Regions from separate parts of the Oryctolagus cuniculus genome. Here region 1 is linked to region 2. Evidence: chromatin contacts called from public Micro-C data. All regions are on one chromosome and are shown on one strand. Each heading gives the region's core, a stretch centred on a gene start, on an enhancer-like site or on the middle of the called end of the contact. The rest is flanking DNA. Distances are from core to core; before and after follow the strand shown. Region 1 holds the start of EEF2K (eukaryotic elongation factor 2 kinase). Region 2 holds the start of CDR2 (cerebellar degeneration related protein 2).

Evidence for each region. Hi-C and Micro-C count contacts between places; a contact is called where the count stands out from the background.
Region 1: a contact with region 2 is called in a Micro-C map of ear pinna, with 5 times the contacts expected there. The contact joins the promoter of EEF2K here to the promoter of CDR2 in region 2. A contact is called at or near these places in 2 of 6 Hi-C or Micro-C datasets (ear pinna and an unstated tissue).

Annotation. Positions count from the first base shown.
Region 1 is chr19:17,168,308-17,173,406 of mOryCun1.1, reverse strand. It overlaps EEF2K (eukaryotic elongation factor 2 kinase), which reads left to right and starts at 3,328. Exons shown (of 19, transcript XM_070064605.1): 1 at 3,328-3,487. It overlaps TRNAL-UAG (transfer RNA leucine (anticodon UAG)), which reads right to left and starts at 3,250; the gene lies at 3,169-3,250.
Region 2 is chr19:16,872,191-16,877,345 of mOryCun1.1, reverse strand. CDR2 (cerebellar degeneration related protein 2) reads right to left here and starts at 3,443. Exons shown (of 4, transcript XM_070064585.1): 1 at 3,096-3,443. It overlaps LOC108176787 (transmembrane protein 180), which reads left to right and starts at 3,772. Exons shown (of 7, transcript XM_051847901.2): 1 at 3,772-4,564.

The DNA of each region.
Region 1 (5,099 bases), core at 2,079-4,578, 300 kb before region 2:
TCTTCCAGAAACTGCGCCTCCCTGTGAGCTTGGTATCCGTCCTGGGTACCAAGATACCAATACCAGTGTGTATGTCTCAGTGTGCACACATGGAACCGGCCCAGCAAACCCTGGGTGCCGGCAGGGAAGGAAGCCAGAGCAAACCTGTGGTGGAGGCCAGCCTGGGTGCTGATCGGGGCCGTGGGGGCCTGGGCAGGGCGGGTCCCCTCTGCTGAACAAAACAGTTTGTGGCCTGGGCAGGGCGGGTCCCCTCTGTTGAACAAGACAGTTTGTGGAAGAGCTAAAAAGATGCTGCTCTCTGCCAGGCTGAACGGTGTGTGTGTGTGTGTGTACAATCAGTGAATAATAACCCTTCTCTCTCGGCCACAGGCTGGCCTCCGAATTCACCTCTTGGCTCCCTGCCTTTCCTCTCTCTGCTGATCCTGAGAAATCTGAAGGCAAGATGAGACTCTCCCTGTTCACATCACCATCCAGATCTCTTGTCTTTGGCCCACCCTCAGCCTTTGAATCCTCAGTCCGAGAGCGGGTTCTTGGTTTTCAGCATGTTTCCTGAAACTGCCTGGGGATGAGGGCGGCATGGGTCACTAGGCCAAACAAGCCCTCTTCCCTTTCAGAAAGGAAGTGGCGCCTCTACCCCGCAAACTCCCCCTCCCCCTCTCCCTCCCCCTCCATGGAAGCTGCCTGAATAACTAGGAGGTTCTGGGAGGCCATCTAGGAGGAGGTCCCAGGCAGAACATCACGAATGCAGGGACAGTGGGCAGCCCGAGGCAACAAGCAGAATGGGCCATCGGGACCCTGTCCGCTTTCCCTTGTGGGCACTGTAGCTATTCCCAGCTGTACACCCCACGCCCGCTACCAAACACACCCTCAATCCAGTGCTGTGATGGGCTGTCAGTACTTACATTTCTTTATTTTTAAGAGTTGATCATGGCCGGCTCCGCGGTTCACTAGGCTAATCCTCCACCTAGCGGCGCCTGCACACAGGGTTCTAGTCCCGGTTGGGGCGCCGGATTCTGTCCCGGTTGCCCCTCTTCCAGGCCAGCTCTCTGCTGTGGGCTGGGAAGGCAGTGGAAGATGGCCCAAGTGCTTGGGCCCTGCACCCCATGGGAGACCAGGAGAAGCACCTGGCTCCTGCCTTCGGAGCAGCGCACCAGCCGTGGCAACCATTGGAGGGTGAACCAACAGCAAAAGGAAGACCTTTCTCTCTGTCTCTCTCTCTCACTATGCACTCTGCCTGTCAAAAAAAAAAAAAAAAAAAAAAAAAGGAGTTGATCATTAAATTTTTAAAAATTATTTTCAGTTGTATTTGAAAAGGCAGAGAGACAGGCTGGGAGATCTTCCATCTGCTGGTTATTTCAGGCCAAATGCCTGCAATAGCCAGAGCTGGGCCAGGCCAAAGCCAGGAGCTCAGAACTCAGCCGGAGTCTCCCCTGTGGGTGGCAGGGATCTGAAGACTCCAGCCATCACCTGCTGCCTCCCGGAGTGCATGTTAGCAAGAAGCTGGGAATCGGAAACAAAGCCGGGATTTGAACCCAGGCACTCTGGTATAGGATGCAGGTGTGCCAAGTGGCATCTTAACAGATGCACTGGGTGCCTGACCCTATACGTTTTCATTTCTTCTCTTGAACCCATTCCAAAATGACTTTAATCAAGGCCATTAATAGCCCTGCCCAGAAATCATAAACCCAGGTGATGATTTTGTCTTTCTCACCTCTGAACAGCACTCAGCCTAGCCGGCTACTCCCTCTTGGACGCCACACCTGGTTACCACAGAGGACGCCGGCCAGGTCCCCCCTGTCTCTTTTGCTGGCTCCTCTTCCATTGCTGTCCCGTCAAGATTATGGTCCTCGGGGCCCTGTCTTGGCCTCTCTTCCTCTCTCAGCCTTTTCTGGGTGACGTCATCCATTCCCATGGCCTCAGTCTCCAGTGTTATTTTCTCAGAATGCTCTCTTGGCCTCCAGACTTCCACGTCCAACCCCATACTTAACTCCACGGCCCACAAGCATCTTAAACTCGCTCTGACTCTGACTGACCTCATCCGCTTTCCCACAAACCTGCTCCCTGTGGGTCCTGTGTTTCCTCCCACGGAGAAGACAGGCACGGCCAGCTCTCCAGCGACCCAAGCCCGGCACCTGGGCATTTCCCTCTCTTTACAACATCCTCATCGCCCACTTCCGTCGGGTCCACCTCGGAACCCTCCCTAGGCCCCACGTGCTCCGCGTCCTGCATATGTCCACCCTGCAGTAGGCTTTGAAGACCACCTCCTGTCTCCGAGGGGAGCTGCCTGTGTCCCAAGCTGGAATCTGCCACTTTGTGGCTTAAAACTCTTCCGTGGTTGCCCGTAGCCCTCAGGATCAAGTTCAGGAGCTCAGCTTGGCACTCGTCCGCCTGCAACCGCTTGCCCCCTGTCCAGCGGACCCAAATCCCTCCTCGGCCGCCTGGTCTCTCTCACCAAGCTCTGATCTGCCTCTAGGAGGTCCTACTTCTCAGAAATGCCCCCCACCCCGTCACTTTCCCGTGGCTCCTCTTGCCAGTTTCAGGTTCCAGCTAGCCAGGTTATAACAAACTCTGCAGGTCCACAGACATGTCTGCCTTACCCATCGTAGGACTAGTTGGGTTTCTGGCACATGGTAGACTCTTCAGGCATAGTTGTTGCATGAACAAATGAGGGACCCCCTAAGCCAAGCCTGAAGGCCAAGTTGGAGGTGAATCAGCTGAGACCTCAAGGCTGACACCCAGGCTTGTTCCCCAAGCTCTGTGTCGCCGGACAACTTTTTCTACCAACAGGGATCTATGGAGTCAGCCAGAGCCGTCGCAAGGACACAGAGCTAGCCGGAAAGAGCCCTCCCTAATCAGGTGGCGATTATAATCACCCCACCGACAACCTTGCTCCTTGGGAGGTATAGAACCCCAGGCCTGGAGGCGTTAAAGACCCAGGCAAACTGCTGGGATCTTTTCAGGGTACCCTAGACGGTTTTCCCAGGAAGTAGGGAGAAGTTCTTGCTTTGTCTCAAGTAGGCAGGGGTGGCACGTGAGACGTTTGTGTCCTGGGCCTTCACTGCCAAGTTTGTTGTTTTTTCTCCTCTCCCTACCCAGTTCAAAAAATTTCTTGAGTCAGGAAAGAATAAAGGGAGGGAATGTGGAAAAAAACATATGCCCTTCCGGGTGTGGCAGCGGTGGGATTCGAACCCACGCCATCGAAATGACTGGAGCCTAAATCCAGCGCCTTAGACCACTCGGCCACGCTACCGCCCAGTTGGTGATGCTGCTGCTCAGCCTATATTAGTCCGATGACGCGCACGTCTCGCGCTCAGCAAGCCCCGCCCCTGCAGGTGTGCGCATGCCCAAGGCAGGGCCGGGCTCTCTAAGGCCTCAGCTTCCCGCGGCGTTTTGGAAACACAGTTGTTTCGTGATCAGCAGCAGTAAGTCAGTAAGAACACCGTTAGGAACGAAAGAAGAGTTCCTAATGGTTCAGTCTTACTCGCAGGTGCGTTTGGGTTTGAATTTTTGCATTTTCCATGGGCGTAATACCGCGTGAGGCCACCTGGGGGCAGTGCCGCGCTGCCGCTCCCTCCTGGCTGGGCCTGGGTTTGCAGCTCTGATGTGCAGTCGCCCCTACTGCCCTGTGTGGCCTCCTGGGCTGGCCCCTGCTCTTGCCATCACCGGCCCAGGCCGGAAAACCGGTGAACTTTGTTCTATCATCCCCATTTCAGACGGCCCAGCCTCCCAGGACCCAGGTCCTTCTATGCAGGTTATTTCGGGGTGTGTGTGTGTGTGTGTGTTGTAGGAAAATGCAACAAATACGGAGCCCAACAAAACAGAAACAGACTTCCGTTTCCCACCATCCCGAATAGTGAACATTTTTGCTTCAAATCTTTTTAAAGATTCGATAGAATTCAGGTTTCCTTGGATACCCCCGAGTTCTACTCCCCTTCCTCCTGCCTCGGGAATTTTCAGTCTTTTTGGACACGTTTTCCTCATTCACATTCAGGTAGGGTTACTCCTTTCCTTGCAGCCAGCAGAAATCCAGGGGTAGATACAGGCCATCCCTCCATGCGCGGGGCAAGCTGCGTGATGGCCCCCAAGATGCCCACGTCCACGCTTCCAGAACACCAAACACCTTAGGTGGCGAACAGACTCTGCAGGTGTGACTGGGGATCTTCAGGTGGGCAAGGCAGCCAGGGCCAGCCGCATGGTCTCAGTGTTTGTCACAGGGCTCTTCCTAAGAGATGAGGCAGGGGTTCCAGGAGGAGATGAGGGGGGTTGAGAGCAGAGACCCCACCGCGGGCGGGCCTGGCAGTGCTGCGGAAAAGGCAACGACCCAGTTCTCCCCCAGCGCCTCCAGGAGGAGCCCGGGTGTCAACACCTTGATGCTAGGACTCTGACAGCTGTGAGACTGTACTTTGTGTCCCTTGAAGCCACTACAGCTATTACCACAGCAACGAGAAACCCCTATAGGACTTCCGTGGTCTGAGCTTTGGGGGCCTGTGTGCCCTTGGGAAAGTCCCCTCTGTGTGAGCCTCCGCTCCTTGTAGTGGAGGCACAGTGAGGGCACAGGTGGGTGCTGTAAGGATTACGTTTGTTCTGAGTCCTTTTTTTTTTTTTTTTAAGTTTATTTACTGGGGCACCGCTATGGCACAGAAGGTTAAGCCGCTGTCTGCAGCGCTGGCATCCCATCTGGGCATCAGTTTGAGACCTGGCTGCTCCACTTCTGATCACCTCCTTCCTAATGTGGCTTGGAAAGCTGCGTGAGATGGCCCAAGTGCTTGTGCTCTTGCATCCATGTGGGAGACCTGGAAGAAGCTCCTGGCTCCTGGCTTTGGTCTGGCCCAGCCCTGGCCTTTGTGGCCATTTGGGGAGTGAACCAGTAGGTAGAAGATCTCTCTAGTGTCTCTCCTTCTCTCTGTAACTGTGCCTTTCAAATAAATAAATAAAAACAAAAGATTACAGAGAGAGAGGAGAGACAGAGGGAGATCGTCCATTGGCTGGTTCACTCCCCAAATGGCCACAAGGAAGCCAGGAGCCAGGCGTATGGGTTGCTGGCACCCGTACTTAACCTGCTGCAGCACCACAGCACCGGCCCCTGTGCTGGGAGTTCA
Region 2 (5,155 bases), core at 2,194-4,693:
TAAAGGACCTTGCTTCCAGAATCTTGAAACCTTTAAATTTCACTATTACATTTTTCCCATTTTGTTTTAGCTTCTTTAAACGATATGAAGATAGTATATTTCATGTTAGCTATAGCTCGTTACAGTAACTCAGTAACATTAGGGCTGAAAGCTTTTCCTATTAGAGTCAATCCCATCATCTGGTGACGCTTCTGTTTAACTCCCGTTGCCAAAGCTACTATAATTAGGGAAGCAAAAACCTGAATACAAACATCCAGAAAAATGATGGTGTCAGTCTAATGACCCTCCAAACAGTGACTGAGCAAATTAGTTGTATTATCAGGAAGATGTACTCATCCTGAAAAGAAATTTTAGGATTCCTTTAAGCTAGGATTTCCTTTGCTGATCCATATAGTAGAAACCTGAATCCTGAGATTGCAAACAGTCACCGTAGCGGCTGGTCTCAAATAGAATTCAGTCCCTGAAAGTCTTTTCACTTTGTTCTCAGGGGCACGTTTCAAAGCAAGCACCATCATTACCTGCACAGAAGGCTCCTGCTGTCCCAGAAAAGATCTTGCCCACAGAGATTACTGTCCTACCTCAGCTCTCTGACAACAGTGTGTGCATTAAAGCGAAAGGTTTTCTCCTTCTGCCTGCTCACAGCTTTGCGTGTTTCAAACAAGCCATGAATAAGAGCGTCTACGGAGGTTAGCATTTTTCAGTATTTTAATTTAAAAAGAACACCCCAGAAATCTTTAGGAAATGGCTTTTGTTCTTAAAGAAAAAACATTTTTTGTCTTAAGACTTTGAGAACAGGCTCTTTAAATTGTTTTAAACAGCTCTCTCCCAATAAGCCTTGCTCACTAAGTTAACAGTGAGGATGTTAAAAACTGAACAGATGTCTGTAGGTGATGCAATTCCTTGAGACCTGCTTAATCTATCTGTTTAACGGGACAGACCTGCTGCCCAGGTTTACTTAGCAACAAATATCTGCTAGGGCCTGCAATGAGCCAGGCTCCACGGTGGGCACAGGCCCTGAGGGAGCATCTCCAAGTTTCTCTAGTGAACACGAACCCTCAGAGTAGGGACCCGCTGACCCTATCATGGGGACAGGCACCCTGGGCTGGGACCTAGACCGATACTGGGCGGAGAGTACATCATGAATTTCTGATACGTGAACAAGCTGTATAATCTGTTAGAAGTTTAGGAATTCTTTTTAAAATTTAGCAAAATTGGAGGGGGAAAGATCAGCTTTTATTCATTCACACTATAGCCTTCTTTCTTTTATAGGCCACATTCCATTCACAAGTTAGGATTGTTGGAATTTCACATTGTCTACTCCTACCCCGCCCCCATAGCTGGTTATGACATAGAGGGTTATGTCAAAGTCCACTGTAATAACAGATGCAAAAGCTCTGTGAAAAGTATGGAACAAATTCCAAATGCAATGTGGCAGGAGAGTTTCGGAGGTTCTCTAAGATTTGTTAAACTTGAAAGAGCTGATACCTTTTGATCAAAGGTTAAAGAGACTTCCACATGTAACCCCCAACAGGTTGCACTGGCCTCTCAGGGCAATGAAATACAGCTGGTTGTTTCTGACACCCTGCCACGGGGGAAGGTGCAGTGTGGACCAAGGCACTTGATAAGAGAGCAATGAAAACAGCAATTTCATGAGCGCTTCAGTTCAGCTCAACGCATATTAAAACCCAGCTTCTATGATGGGCCGGATATTATGCTAGATGCTGGAGATACCAAAACAAAAACATCTATGTCCTTAAATATTCATGCTTCTTAAACTCCAGACCAAAAAAAAAAAAAAAGAAAAAAAAAAAGATGCAGCTCTGATTTTACAAACTGCTTAAATTACTATAGGGAAATGTTGCAATGGCTTGGTGGTTGCCTCATCAGTGCTAGAGAAAGTATCAAAGTAGGCCATCAATTCTTATGGGAAAAACCAAAAAACAAGTCTGTTCAAGTGTTATGACAAACTTGTCTTTCCAACACAGAGAAGATGATGGCAAATACATACTACAATTGCTGAACAACTAGAACTATGTAAGCATAAGGGTGGCTTAAATGGTTGCATATTAATTTAAGAAATTACCTTCCCGAAGAAAAGGTGCTTGTTTTTCCTTTTCTGAGTTATTCTAGTCTACATTTTCTGCCAAGTTCAATGGTGAGTATGCTCAAGCATCATGACCATTTAATATTCAACTAGACGGTTATGCAAATTTTCACAGCAAATTTAAAGCTGAAAGAAATTTACACAGAATAGCAGAAATGGAAGATGCCTGGGAAAAATTCCGGATTGGTGTTAAGGCTGTCTGCTCCGAAGTTTGAAGCGGAATCCTGGTTTCCCGGGCAGCATGCGCTTCTACCAGGGCTGATGTCAGATACTAACGGGCTCGTGAATTAAATGAGCATCTGTATTGAGGGCACAGAAACAGTGTCCCCAGCTGCAAGTGTCTGCTATTAATATGCTGGCAAGGAAGCCACGGGGCCTGGGTAGTGACACTACTCCTCGTTCCGAGCGTGCGGGTCCAAAAACACTGGCGCCCCGACTTCACCTTCGGGCAAGCCTCCTACCTGTTCTAGCCTTGGTTTTCCCAATCCGGAAAATGGGACAGCGACGACGTTCCTCTCTCCAAGGGGAATGCAGCGGAGCAAACAAGAGCTGGTATTCGCCAAGGGCTCGCCGCAGCCTGCAGCCGTTCCCGCTCCGGCCGGCCCAGAAAGGCGCTGCGAGCACTTGCAGAGGGGGCTGGCCGCGGGGTCGGTGGGCTTCTCGGCCCGGCCGCTTGCAGCGGGGCTCGCCGGCTCAGCCCTCCGTGCCTCGGGGGGACGCGGGGAGCACCGACTGACTTCATGCAAACAATGAGTGCCGGGCGCGCAGTCCGCACAGCACGCGCGTCAGCGAGGCTTAGAGCAAGGCCGTGGGCCCGGCGCCGAGGCTCCCCGCGGGCGCGACGGGCGGGCCCCGCCGCCAGGTGAGCCCGCGTCCTACCCAGCACCTGCCGGGCCGGCCGCGAGCAAAAACAACTTAAAAAAAAAAAAAAAAAAAAAAAAAAAAGGTTCGCGCCAAGCCGCCCCGCCGACGCCCACGCCCTCGCCCTCACCTTGCTGGAGGTCCTGGTGGTCGTACCACGGCTCGTCCTCCTTCATCTCAAACTCCTCCACCAGGTTCTCCGCCAGCATCTCCGCGGGGTCTTCCGGGGGCAGCGGCCCCCGCCGCCGCCGTCCCGCCTCAGCCGCTGCCCCGGGCTCTGCCCCGGCTCCTCCGCCCTCAGCCAGAGCCGCCCTCGGGTGGGACGCGCCGCCGCCTCAGTACAGCCGCCGGCCGGCCAGCCGGCCTCCGCCGCCCGCACCGCAAGCCGTTGACTCGCCTCGTGCCGCCCAAAGACCACCCCCACCCCCAGCACGCGCCCGGGCGCCGGCGCCCCCCGGCTGGCGCGCCCGGCCGGCTCCTCACACCGCAACCCGGCCCAACGTGGCACTTTGGCAGAACCCTCCCCGACCGGGGACGCGATTCAAAACCCCGGCGGCGCGTCGGCCAATGGCGAGCGGGCCGCCGGATGAGTGGCAGTGACTTCGTCCAATCGTGTCTCTCTACAGGCTCGCGGCTCGGCCTGTCCCGAGGGCAGGCAGCCAATGGCGGCTGCAGAAGGAACAAAGGAGGCGGGGAAGAAGTGAAGGGGTGCGGCCGAAAGCCCCGCCCCTCGCCTGTGTTGTGTAGCTCCTGAGGGTGCGTTCGGGAGGAGGCGGCAGATACCTCGCCTGCACCTGTGGTGCGTGTCCGATCGGCCCGTTAGGGGCGGACTGGTTGCGCGGGTCCGAGGGGCGAGGACTCGGGCTTCCGAGCAGTGGGCGGTTGTCGAGGGGGCGTCCTTCGTGCCGGCGGGAGGCTTTGCGAACGGTGCCGCGAGCCCCAGGGCCATTGCTCAGCCCGCCTTTGTCGAAGACTGAGAGTCGGTCGGGAGCTGGGAGCTGAGAACAACGCCTTCTGAGTTGTTCGCCGTTCTTTTCTTGACATCCGAGCCTTCGCTTCCGAGCGGCTGGGAATTGTACTCCCTCCAGAACGGTCGGCGCCAGAATCGCCTGGGCACCCGGGGCGGGGGCGGTTGCCGCTGAAGCTGTCTCCGTAGCGGGGGAAATTGCGGAGCAGCTTCGCGTGCTCCGTTATAAAGGTTCATAGACCACGCGTTGAGTCTGCGGGCGGCGTGCGAGGCCTGCCCCTGGCCCCAGTGCCCGCTGCTTGCCGCAGACCTAACACCATCCGTGCTGCTCGTGGGTTCAAGGTTTTTGCATCCCCCGTGCAGGTAAAACACGGAGTCTGTTACACAGTGGGACAGCCGTCAAGGGAGGGGGCGGCCGAAAGAGGTCGGAGATGTTAGAGGTTGAAGAGCTGTCTCTAGGACGTGAGATCGTAACGACCAGGAGTTCGGAGGAAGGGAGAAGTAGGGGACTGGTGCTACATCCTCATCCGTCGCAGCGATACCTTGATAGGGAATGCCTGAAGTTGGGGATTCAACGGATCATTGCCACAGGTCCCAAGAGAGCTCAGAGCTGAAATGGGAGGCAGTGCGGGGTGAGTTGGGATTTGTTGACTTTGATTTGTGTTATCAGCCCCTCTGTGATCTTACTGTTTTCCCCTGGTGCACACACTACTATGATGAAAAATAAGGGGAATTGTAAGGAAGGAGTTCTACATCCCCAGACTATTTTTGACTTCATATAAATGAATCAAGACTCGGTGGAGCAAGGAAACTCACCTAAAATGTCTACCTAAATAACTACTCATGTGAGTGAGAAAGTCTAGAGTGCCCCTCTACCTCCCATTCTTGTTCAAATCCGTGTGCAGAAGCTTGACTCCAGGTTGCCTCATGCTGAAGCTTTGGACTGTTGCCCTTGGGAGAAGCCTGGCCAAGGACTGGAAAACCTCCTTGTTGTGGAGCTGTCGCTTGAAGTTGTACTCTTCCATCCTGCAGGAAGGTAGCTTAGTGAAGAAACACTACGAACCTAGAACCAGGAAACCCAGAGTTCTGACCACAGAGGAGCCTTTGGCAAAGTACAAGACAGATCCCACTTTGCCTTCATGGAGTTATGAGAATCAGACAGAAACTATGAGGAAGTATTTTGTGCCCTTTTAAAAATGTTTTAAAAATTTGAGAGAGAGAGC